Regions from separate parts of the Anas platyrhynchos genome. Here region 2 is linked to region 1. Evidence: chromatin contacts called from public Hi-C data. All regions are on one chromosome and are shown on one strand. Each heading gives the region's core, a stretch centred on a gene start, on an enhancer-like site or on the middle of the called end of the contact. The rest is flanking DNA. Distances are from core to core; before and after follow the strand shown. Region 1 has its middle 21 kb from the start of ATP10B. Region 2 overlaps LOC110352617 (a long non-coding RNA gene).

Region 1 (5,539 bases), core at 1,166-3,665:
TGGTCTGAAGATTAAGAATACAAAATGGATTTTAAAATACTTCATCTTTTAAATGGTGCAAGGGATGAACACAGAGCCTGAGACTTTTCTTCTGATTTAAGCCAAGAGTTTTAAATCTGCTGCTTAAGAATAAGATCCCTTTTCTCTAAACAAATACAACAAACTGTAACTCTGAAACATCCTTATTTGCAGCCTCTCTAAACTGATCAGTCTGTCTTTAAACCTGTTACTTTTTTGTTAAGTGCCTTTTTCTAGCTGCACCTGTAAAACTGTGATTATGTTTTTCAGATTATTGTAATGAGGGAGCTTGAGGACAGTCATGCCAGATAACAAGAAAAGAATGTATTTTTTGCAGGAGGATGAACAGTGTCCATATGACATAAATCTACTGAGACACAAACCTTCATGTCAGAAAAACAAAGGAGCATCACTGCTGTCATCTTCCTTCCTACCTAAGCACATGCAATGGGGTTTTTGCTTAAAAAAAAAAAAAAAAAAAAAAAAGGCTGTTAGTGAGCCTTGTATTAACACATTTCAGATGAATATATATATATATATGTATGTGCAACACAGGAGCACAGATGAATACATCAACAGATGACCACAAAAATGAAGTGGCAACTGCTTGGAAGGCTATCCTGTTTGCAAGTTTGCTTTTATTGATCTGAAGTACCTTTTTCCTCTGATCTGTATCTGGAGAGCTTGAGTACTAAAGGGAGCACAGATTTCACAGAGAAAATAGGAAAAGGTCAGGAAAGCTGTTGCCATTCTGTATGTTAGTTTCTCATATCTGCTGGTTTCTGAAATTATTGGAGAAAACAGAATGGAGTAAATTCTGAATAATCCCTAACAGGCCATCAGTTCTCTGCTGAGTGTAACCTAGAAAAACTTCTGGGAACCCAGCCTCTTTCCTTTAACTTTTTTCTAAGCATATTTGGCCTGGTCTCTGGTGGATGGTGGTGACTGACTAAGGGGTTACAAATCTTTTCAGAAAAACTCTCTTCCTTGGGAAGCTAGCAGACTGTCAGGACCTTGTTTTAGACTCCATTCTGGGCTCTTTTGAAAATCTGCCTGGTTTCTCAGCAAGAGTGACATGTTGCCAAGAACACTTGAAAACACAGCCTCAGCTATAGGTTGCTGGTCTCCTCAAATACCTGGCTCTGCTGAAACCTGATTCACTACAACCAGTACAGCAGCCAAAGATAGGCCTTGAGATGCCCTGTGAGCTTCTCAAGCAGCTGTGAGGCTGACCTATGACATCTGGAGCTCATCCCCAGCACAGACTTCCGTCCGTGCCAAATGATGCTGCCATTTGGTGACCCAGTTCCCTAGGTTTGTAAACAAGAGCTTCTGTGCAGTCATGCTTACTGAGTGACGAGTGACCTAAGCAATATTTGACCCCTAGGGCTCTAGATAGCAATAATATAGTGTTTTGTCCAGGGGCATTGATGGGGGGGGGGGGGGAGGGGGGGAAGGAGAGGAAGAAAAAAAGAAAAAGAAAAAGCTGCAAACAAAAACCAGAAATAACTGGAAAGTTTATCTTGCATTGCTACCAGCAATCCTTTGTTGTGTTTCAAACACATTGCTTGGCTGCAAGCCCTTCTTTCCATTTGAAAGCCCACAGAAAACATCTAAAATGTTTAGCCTGACTTCTGTGACAGTCTTGGCTGCTAAATGAATATATTACTTTGCAATCAGAAGTCTGAAAAATGAAAATATCATATAATGTTTTGCTTCCTTCCACTTAGCCTGTCCTTTAAATAAAATCTAATAATAAATGACAGCTGGGATGATTGATACAGAAAAACACATAAGAAAGTTTTCTACATGTATTTTTTTTTCTTTCAGTGGCATGGACACTGCTGGTATTAGTGGACTTGATAGCAGTCCTTCCAGGCAAACAACATAACATAACTGCTTTATGATGTTTTGCTGTCTTTAAACTTGGTCTGCCCTCATAGTTTTCAAATGTGGGCTTCCTTCAAAGAATAAAATAAATCATTTCAATCAGAGAGATGGTGGACAGTGAGGAGATGGTGGTGCCTGGTTTCTGCTCAACTAGCTGGAATTGTCCAAGGAGCAAGGGAAAAGATTTCTGCCAGAAAATGACAAATGTACTGCTGCTGTAGTTCAAATAATTTATCTAATTTATCTAATATTCATGAATTTATCTGTGGTTCTTGTTTGCTGACAGTCAAATAACAGCTTAAAAAACTTCAAACTATTTACTGTGCACTTATTGGGGAGAGGGCCGGGGAGGGTTAACTTCATTTTTAATCCTTATCCTTACTATGATCTCATAGGAACAGCTCACAACTGTAATACAGCTTAGAGCACTTATGCTGTAAGGCTCCCCTCAAGCTCCCCTTACAGCTTTGGCATCTCTCTTGCAACACTTACCCAAAGCTCTCTGCTAAAGGTGGATGCCGTTGGTGTGACTGGAACTCCTCTAATCTTCTCTCATCAGGCCTGGACTCATTAGTCACCATTACAGGACCACAAAAATGTGGTACAACAGAAGAAGGTTCAGCCTCAAAATGTAGTCTTGACTTTTCTGACTGATTTTTTTCCAGTTTTGTCAGACCTGCACTCTACGTCAATCTGATTCTGATTGTATCCTGATCTGAGTATATAGTTTGAGATCTGTTGTATCCATTACCTGAGCTTTAGATTAAACTCAGAATTAAAAATTTAGCAGCCTCCTGCAAAAAGCTTTTTAGTTAATTAAAATGAAAATGGTGTCAAATGAGTTGCACTAAAGACATTTCTGCAGCTAATTTCTGAATGAAAAGAAATATACTTCCCTGGATGTTAATTTTTTACTGCATAATTCCTTGAATCCACCTAAACTGTGCTGAATCATTATGCTATAGCTTAACTACTTTGTGTTGGAAATAACCTAGGTGTTCCGTTTCTGATGTGGTAGCTAATTAAAGACATTCTGTCAAGGTTGACAGGCCTAAAATGTGTGTTGCACTGATAATTAAAAAGAAGAGCACCCTACCCATAATAAACTAGAGTCATGTTGCAATCTGGCTACAGAAATGTTTGCCCTGTAATCTGTGCTTCTCTGAAGCATGGAATGGATTCTCAATGCAGAGAGAGAAGTACCTTATTTTTCCTCATCTACTTTTTCTACTTTGTCCAATTTTCTTTCACTCTAGTAAAAGTGCCTATAAGAGGATAACTTTCAGTTCATGCCCACCTCTCCCAGATCAGCCATATTTTGCAGTTTATGTTGTGTGTAACTAGCTTTGTTGTTTGAGGCAGAGAGGGCAATGTGTTGTTGGGGACATTTCTAAATATGTTCATCAGTGTCATCTCCGGACATTTATAGTGCTACAGTGATAGTCAAGGGTGCTACTTTTCCAAGGTTTTCTTGATATTTAAGAAATTGTTTTTTGTCTTTTGTACATTTGCACTTCCTAAACATACGTTTAATTTAAAACATTTTGCTGGTAGGCTTATTTCCCTAGACAGCTTAGATAATTAGAAGAGAAAGGCTTCTTGTATAGATTCTCTCAAATCAGCCTTTGCAGAACTCTCACCTTTCCTTTTAGCTAAAGGAAGATTAGAATCTGAGTTTAGGTATTTTGGCTGTATCTCCCTAGAGCTATTACAGTCACAGACAAGAATCACTATCCTTGTCAGATCTCTGGTTTGCAAGTCTTTGAATGTCTTAAATGTAAGTACAGCCTCTGTCATTGGAAATATGCAGAGCTTGTGTGGACGAGGCCCTGAGTAACCTAGAATCATAGAATCATTGAATATCCTGAGTTGGAAGGGACCCTTAAGGATCATCAAGTCCAACTCTTGACACCGCACAGGTCTACCCAAAAGTTCAGACCATGTGACTAAGTGCACAGTCCAATCTCTTCTTAAATTCAGTCAGGCTCGGTGCAGTGACCACTTCCCTGGGGAGCCTGTTCCAGTGTGCAACCACTCTCTCTGTGAAGAACCCCCTCCTGATGTCAAGCCTAAACTTCCCCTGCCTCAGCTAACCTGATTTAACTCTGAAGTTGGCCCTGCTCTTCAGTGTGGGGTTTGGACCTTAAGGGGTCCTGTCCAATCTAAATTATTCCGTGAGTCTAAAAGTGAAAGCATAACCTTGCAAGAGATTCCAAAATTTTACTCTCTCAATTCAGACCCAGCTCATCCAATGAAAATGAAGGACATACAGAACGAATCATACAGATCTTATATGTTTATAAATGAAGTGATTAGGAATCTCATCTAGTCATAAGAAAAGTGCTCCAAGTGTATTGTACCTTTTCTCTTATGAATCTCTGTTTTTCACAGAGCAGTCTTCAAACTCTAACCATTCCTTGAAAGATAAGATATTGAGAAAGCAGCAGAAATCACTTATGCTGTGTCTAGTAAGTCAGTAGGGAAAACAGGACCTGGGGAGGGTTTTACTTGCTGCACTTTCTACTATGTTGTTCTCTTCAAAATAGTGCTTGAAGAGACTGGGTGAAAAGAACATCACTGAGTACAACACTAACTAGGTGAAGTGATCTGGATGGACTCTAAGGGCTTCTTTCCAACTCATCATGCTAGTATGGATAATATGCTTGTCTTCTGAAGTGAATAGCAGCATGGAAAATCCGGTGGTAGCAGGAAAACAGAATGTGAGCATGTGCCCAGAGGATTGTAGATGGCCTGTTAAGTGCAGAGAATGTAGCTTCAAGTGTGTCTTGTTGAAAAGATCCAATTCAGTTGGCACTTGTTTCCAGCTTCAGCAGCATGTCTGGAAACAGAAAGCTACTGTGAGCCAAAGCACAGATATAGGCTGATCAGAACAGAGAGGGGAAAGTACCCTGTCAGTCTGCTGGAGCTGTGTGAGGTTCCCCAGGGGCTATATAAATAAAGGAGCTGTCTGGGCGGGAGGCTTGAAAGGAAGCCAGATGGCTGCAGTTGCTTGCGAGAAGGTTGATATGCCAAATAACTTTTTACATATCTAATGCGTGAAAAAGGTTTTGCCCTTGACTTCAAAGTAGCAGAGAGTTTGTCATGATGCCTGATGCTTCTCTGTCTTTCTTCTTCCCAGACAGCAGGGTTTGCTATAACCATCCTACAAATAGCTCATGAGGTACCTAGTGGTTAATCTGTGATCTGCCTAGCAATTACTGCTGTTGTAAACTGTGGTGATGCAGTGTTACTGAGATTGGCAGCAAATGCAGAGTTTAGAGACTTGTGTGTATCTGGCTGAATTCCAAATGGATAATTACATTCTGCCTACCTAAAACCCCCCTTATGACTTCTCAAAATCCCTTGCTCAAAGCTGTTATTATAATGTTGCTATTGGCTCTTAATTGGTGACTACTTTCTACTCTACAGGAGACAGTATTTCAGTGACAAGTGAGGTGACCTGCTATGTACTGCAGTTTCCCCATCATAAATCTATGTGGAAAAAATATATTTTTTCACGCACCCCTCATCCCAGCTGCTCTCTCTCCAATGATACATTTCTGCAAACAGTACTTGTACTCACCTCCAGTTTACCTAGAAATATCCCCTTATCAGAGATTTACTACCATAC
Region 2 (5,266 bases), core at 1,036-3,535, 120 kb after region 1:
TATTCTGTAAAATTCTCCCATTTTTTAATTAATTTCTCATCTAAATCAAAATGAAAATATACCAGATATTGGGTATGCCTTAATAGGCCTCTGCTGCAAGTTGCACAAAACAGCTCGACCATGGAACAAAACAGGAAGGGAATTCTAAGTCATGCTGTGCCCTTGCTGCAGCCCCCAGGTGTCCAGGAGCCCCCCAGCCCTGTTGGTGACAACTCCCTGACCAGGGGAGCCAACCCCTCTGCAACACTAAAATGCAACCTATTGCACCTCGGCTGCTGCCAGATGAGAGGAAGCTTATTGAAGAAAGATTTTGTTAAAAGCAATAGCGAAGTAAAAATTATAGACATTCTTCATCCCTGTGCAATGGGAACACCACCATAGTTAAGGCTGAATTACAATTTGCATTCAAAAGTAGGGTGAAATTACTCTACTGCACATTTCAGTGAATGAAATTAATCTCATGAATTAGCATATGTTGCTGTGAGACAATTTCCAGTTTCAGAGGAAGCAGAATCTTGTGTGTACAGCTTTAAAAATAAAATCTCTCCTCTCCTCTCCAGATCCCCTCAAATGTCCCTCCCTTAAAACTTTGCCTTCCTTCCCAACACACCACCAGGGAGTCCTGCCCAGGGGGAAGCCCAGACCCCAGCTGCAACATGGGAATACTGTGAAGCTTCTAAACTTTTCTCTCTTTTTTTTTTTTTCTTTTTTTTTTTTTTCTGAACAGTCTTCACAGGATGATTATGGGACACTTGCTCGGGTTTCAATTTCACTGTTAATTACACACATTAGAGCTGTGTCTATTTAGCACCCTCCCAGGAAACATCACTGTCATTGATTTAAAGATGCTTCCAGCACAGGCAGGATTTTTCTCCCTTTGCATTGAGATTAGACCCTGTTGCTGGCCGGACTCTCTGAAGGGAAAACTCACCCATGTGCTGTCAGAGCCCCCAGAGTATTTTCCATAACTTCACTAAATGACAAATCACCTGCAGTAACTACGACATTTTCAGTCACCTAAAAAAAGGGTGCTGGCATGGTCCGTCAGGGCTGCAAAACTGAACTTGGTCTCACATAGACAAGCTTTCTCACAGGGCACCTGTACTTCCTGATCCTCCTTCAAATACAAATAAAATACCTTATTGTTACCACTAAAAATTCAGCACCTAGACTGTTTAAGCCACCAAACCTATTGCAAACAAAGTGCTAACACATTTTAAAGCAATGAGTCAAGCACAGTATCTAACAATGAGGTCATTACGCCGTTCCTGGCAAATGCTGTAGAAGGATGAAATTACACCTGTGACAAGGGACATCATTTGATCTGAATATCAGCTCTATTAAACAGAATACAGTGACTGCATCGGCTCCACCCCACCACCTGACAGCATGCTGAGGAAACTGTTTTGTACGGTCAGCAGGTAAAACCAGAGCAGGATAATTCTCCTTGCACTGCCTTCCCAGGAAGCTGCAGAAGTAACAGGCATTTACAGGGAAATTTAACTGAAACCGTGGTGATTTGTTCTGTGAGAATCTTCCTTTCCTCATGGTAGCTGCTTGGGGTCTCTTTTCAGTTTCACATTAAGAAAATGATTATTCAGAAAATAGCATAATACAGAACCCACTGTGCAAACAGGAACTTCTGAAGGAGAAAACCTTTATTATCAAAGAACATGCAATTTAGTATACAGTGAACAGATAGGAAAATGTGACAGCAAGAGAATTAAGAATAGTTCTCACAGGATGAAGCCAGCTGTAGCACCAACATGAGCTGACTGTGCAACCACCAGAGAACCTCACGATGCTTCCAGCAGGCCGTGCACATCCTCTGCTGTCTGCAGAGGAAGCAGTGCAGCAGTTTTTGGCAGGATAAGCTGGGCAGATCTGAAGTTAACCCTGATTTCTTTACCCTTTGCTAAAGTTTCTCTAAGGCTATGCAAAGCCACACTGCTAAGGGGTAGTTCAGAGGGCTGTCTGTTACATAGCACTCCCTAAATTGAGCTTCACCATCTCAAGAGAAGCTGGGATCTCTTTCTAGAGCTCTCTCTGCCTCACCTCGTTGCCATCCCTCGTCCCCTCCCAGCTCTTACTGCACCCCCAGCCTGCCCGTTGGCAGGACAGAGCAAAAGGCTGAGATGTCCTTGGCTTAGTATAAGCACTGCTCTGCAACAATTAAAACATCGGGGTGTTATCAGCACTCTTCTCATCCTAAGCCAAAACACAGCATTCCACCAGCTACTAGGAAGAAAATTAATTCTGTTCTAACTGAAACCAGGACACCATCTCCAGGGCATCTCTAGACCTTTCAAAACCCCATGCCAGCCTCAGCCTCAGCTGGTGGCCCCACTCTACATTCCATAGGTTGATCTCAGGCCATTCTGTAGCCAGACCACAGACAACTTTGGCAAGAGAACACTTTTACAGGCAGCACCATCAGCCATCACTGGCCTCACGATGCAGTAGATCCCTCAGACCCTAGCCACCCCAGAGCAGTGCATGGGGACCAGCAAATCCATGGCAGTAGAGTTCAGTGGGGTGAGCCTCATTGCCCTTCCAGAGGAGCAGGCAAAGAGCAGGAAGGTTAATTAGTTCATGCTTTTAATTAATGTGCCCTTCCTAAGAGATGCAATCCCAAAGTCTTGCTTATTGACAGGGTAAATTTATTACATGTTGAATGGGCAGCATATGCTCTCCCAACCTGCACTCCCAACCTGCTGTGCCCATGTGCACACAGCGCTCTGGTGAGCTGTGGCTCACTGGCAGGAAGAATCTTGGTGGCCAAGTGTGGCCTCCCGTCCCCTCTTCAGACTGACCATCAGCCTCATCAGTCTCAGACGGGCTCCTCTACTCAGAGCACAATGGGCTCTGCATGTCTGTGTGTGTGTGGATTGCTGGGGTTGTTGGAAGCGCCCATGTTCGAGCCCGTCACCTTTTCTTTCTTGCTGCAGTCTCTTTGGCAAAGGAGGGAAGGAGTTGTCCATTGCCACAGGAGAGCTCCAACCTCAGGAAGTCCTGCCGTGGGGCAGGAGCTGACTCACTTGCCCCTCTGTGCTGCCCACACTGGTACTGCTCATGCCGCCGTCCACCTTCCCAAAGCACGGGCTCTGCCTTAACGTAAAGCATGAGAGGTGGCTCACTGAACATAAAGAGATGCCTGTGGCTTTGGAATCAATCCCTTGGTCCATGTCTGCAGGACCAGGTTTCTGGTTTACAGTCAGCACAGTGAGGAGGCAGGTGCTCAAATCCTCTGAGGCTTGTACCACAAAATAGCAGAGTTTAGCCCCAGAAATTAGTGGCTGTCCACCATGAAGTGTCTGCCATGCTTCCTGGAGACTGAGGTATTTATTGCAGTTGCTTACAGGCAAGCCAGTGAGGCACAAGATCTGTGTTTTAGCACAGGGCAGCTGCTCCTTAACATCACCAACAGAGGTCAGAAATTCAGTGTCAGGTAGAGCGAGATTTCTGTTTCTTCCTTGCTGTGTGAGGGGGAGGAGGGGAGAAAGAAAAGGTGAGGGAATCAGACCTGAATGTTTCCAGCAATAATTAATAGCACATCTCAGCACACACAGAGGGGTCTGTGGCATCCATGCAGAGGAGCTTGTTTGAGACGGAAAGCTGGCCTCGGAGGCTGTTGAATCGGCTGGGAATATTGATGTGATTAACAACGATTTGATTTGGAAATCAATGCAAGGAAAATTGTTTGCTTGCTTTGTCCAATTTAGTCCATGAAACACTGGCTTCAATACAGGGAGAAATTCAGCCGAAGCAGGAAGGGGCTTTTGAGGAGGGGTGGAATGAGGAGTGTTTGCTATTTTGTCAGACATCCGTCTAGATTCTATATGGTGAAAACTTGAGCATTCAATCAAATGTTTTATATGTGTCTGTAATAACCAAACAAAGAAACAGCTGACAGCTCATGATCATTTAAAGATGGAGCGATTTCTATTTAGCAATCTTGTGACTGCATTTTCTGTATCTACGTGCAAGGCTTCCTAATCATTATGTGGTTTTTGTTGCAATTTGGCTGCAAATGAAACCCTGTGAATTTACAGGAAACCCAACAAAAACAGTTAAGTCTTTAAGAGAAATATTAAGAAGCCATTCTCCTGGGTCGCAGAGCAAGGGGGCTGCATATGCACAGCCATTAAGGGTTGCTGGGTATAAATTGTTGAGCTTATATCCTAACCTAATCTATATTTGGAGATCTCTTGTGATAATTCATCATAGATAATTTGTATTAGAAAGAAGTATTTTTTAAACTTTAGTCCCAGTAAATTGTCTCTTCTGCTTTAGCTCCAAGGAGCTTCTGTCAATAGCTTCTGGGAGCAGTGCAAGGATCCCCAGGTGAAGTTTTTGTGATGTGGGCTGGGAAGCAAATTGGTAGTTGATAAATGCTCTGTCCTAACATGAATATGATTTTTCAAATATGTGAAAAGCTCACTGATGAAATCCTAGACCCCATCTTAGGGTCTGATTCTGCCACATTAATTTTACTGAGCAGCTACTTTTTCCACAGAAACTGCTATAAAAATCAACACAAGGAGAAACAGCAAATGGCACATCAGAACTGAAAGCTCGTCATCTTAGTATTGCCCTTGGGAAATTTATCCTCCTAAAAGCAGCAGCTTTGTCAGTTATGATGTAATTATGTCATCACTGACTGTGGGAAATTGAGGTTTTGCCCTCCCCGACACCATCCAACAGGTTACGCATATTACCCTGAAATGGCTGGTCTCTCTACTTAGTTACTTTGGAGCTGCGATACACTCCCTGGCTTGAATCAAGATTAGATGTTCAACGTTTGCTGAATTCTGAGCAAAAAAAAATATGAAGTAGGATAGCAGACAGCCCTGCCTTTCACTCTGGTCCTTCTCACAGCCATGGATTGGCCCAAGCTGGAGCTGACTGCAGAAGATGGCAGGAGATGGGTTGTACCAGGCAGCTGTGCCTATGGCAGACAGAGCTGGCTGCCAATTCCCTCCTTCCCTCACAGATTCCAAGGCAGCATGTCTTTTCAGTACCACTGGAGGTGGTGGAGGCTGTTTGCTCCACTGCTGAAGGCTGTGTGAGCCAACTGTAACTTGTGGGGCAAAAAGCTGAGAACTGGTTATTCAACGATACAGAAAGGAGCAGAACTGCCTCTATGGCTTCATGGAGTTGCCTATACCTTGGATACCTGCTGCTGAGTCTGCTCACTTCACTGGTTAAAACCAGGGATACTAATCCCCTTGCTATTTTTAGGGCCAACTTCTCCATAGTAGCTGTT

What was found. Hi-C and Micro-C count contacts between places; a contact is called where the count stands out from the background.
Region 2: a Hi-C map of F1 follicle shows a contact between it and region 1, with 2.4 times the contacts expected there. The contact joins two enhancer-like sites. A contact is called at or near these places in 2 of 8 Hi-C or Micro-C datasets (F1 follicle and liver).

What each region holds. Positions count from the first base shown.
Region 1 is chr14:19,509,961-19,515,499 of IASCAAS_PekinDuck_T2T, forward strand. No RefSeq gene overlaps it. Among named protein-coding and RNA genes, the nearest start is that of ATP10B, 21 kb to the right of the region's middle. Within about 2 kb of position 2,416, at least 2 of the 8 cell types and tissues checked have an H3K27ac peak or open chromatin away from gene starts, as enhancers often do.
Region 2 is chr14:19,627,501-19,632,766 of IASCAAS_PekinDuck_T2T, forward strand. All of the region lies in intron 3 of LOC110352617 (a long non-coding RNA gene), which reads right to left. Among named protein-coding and RNA genes, the nearest start is that of PTTG1, 43 kb to the right of the region's middle. Within about 2 kb of position 2,286, at least 2 of the 8 cell types and tissues checked have an H3K27ac peak or open chromatin away from gene starts, as enhancers often do.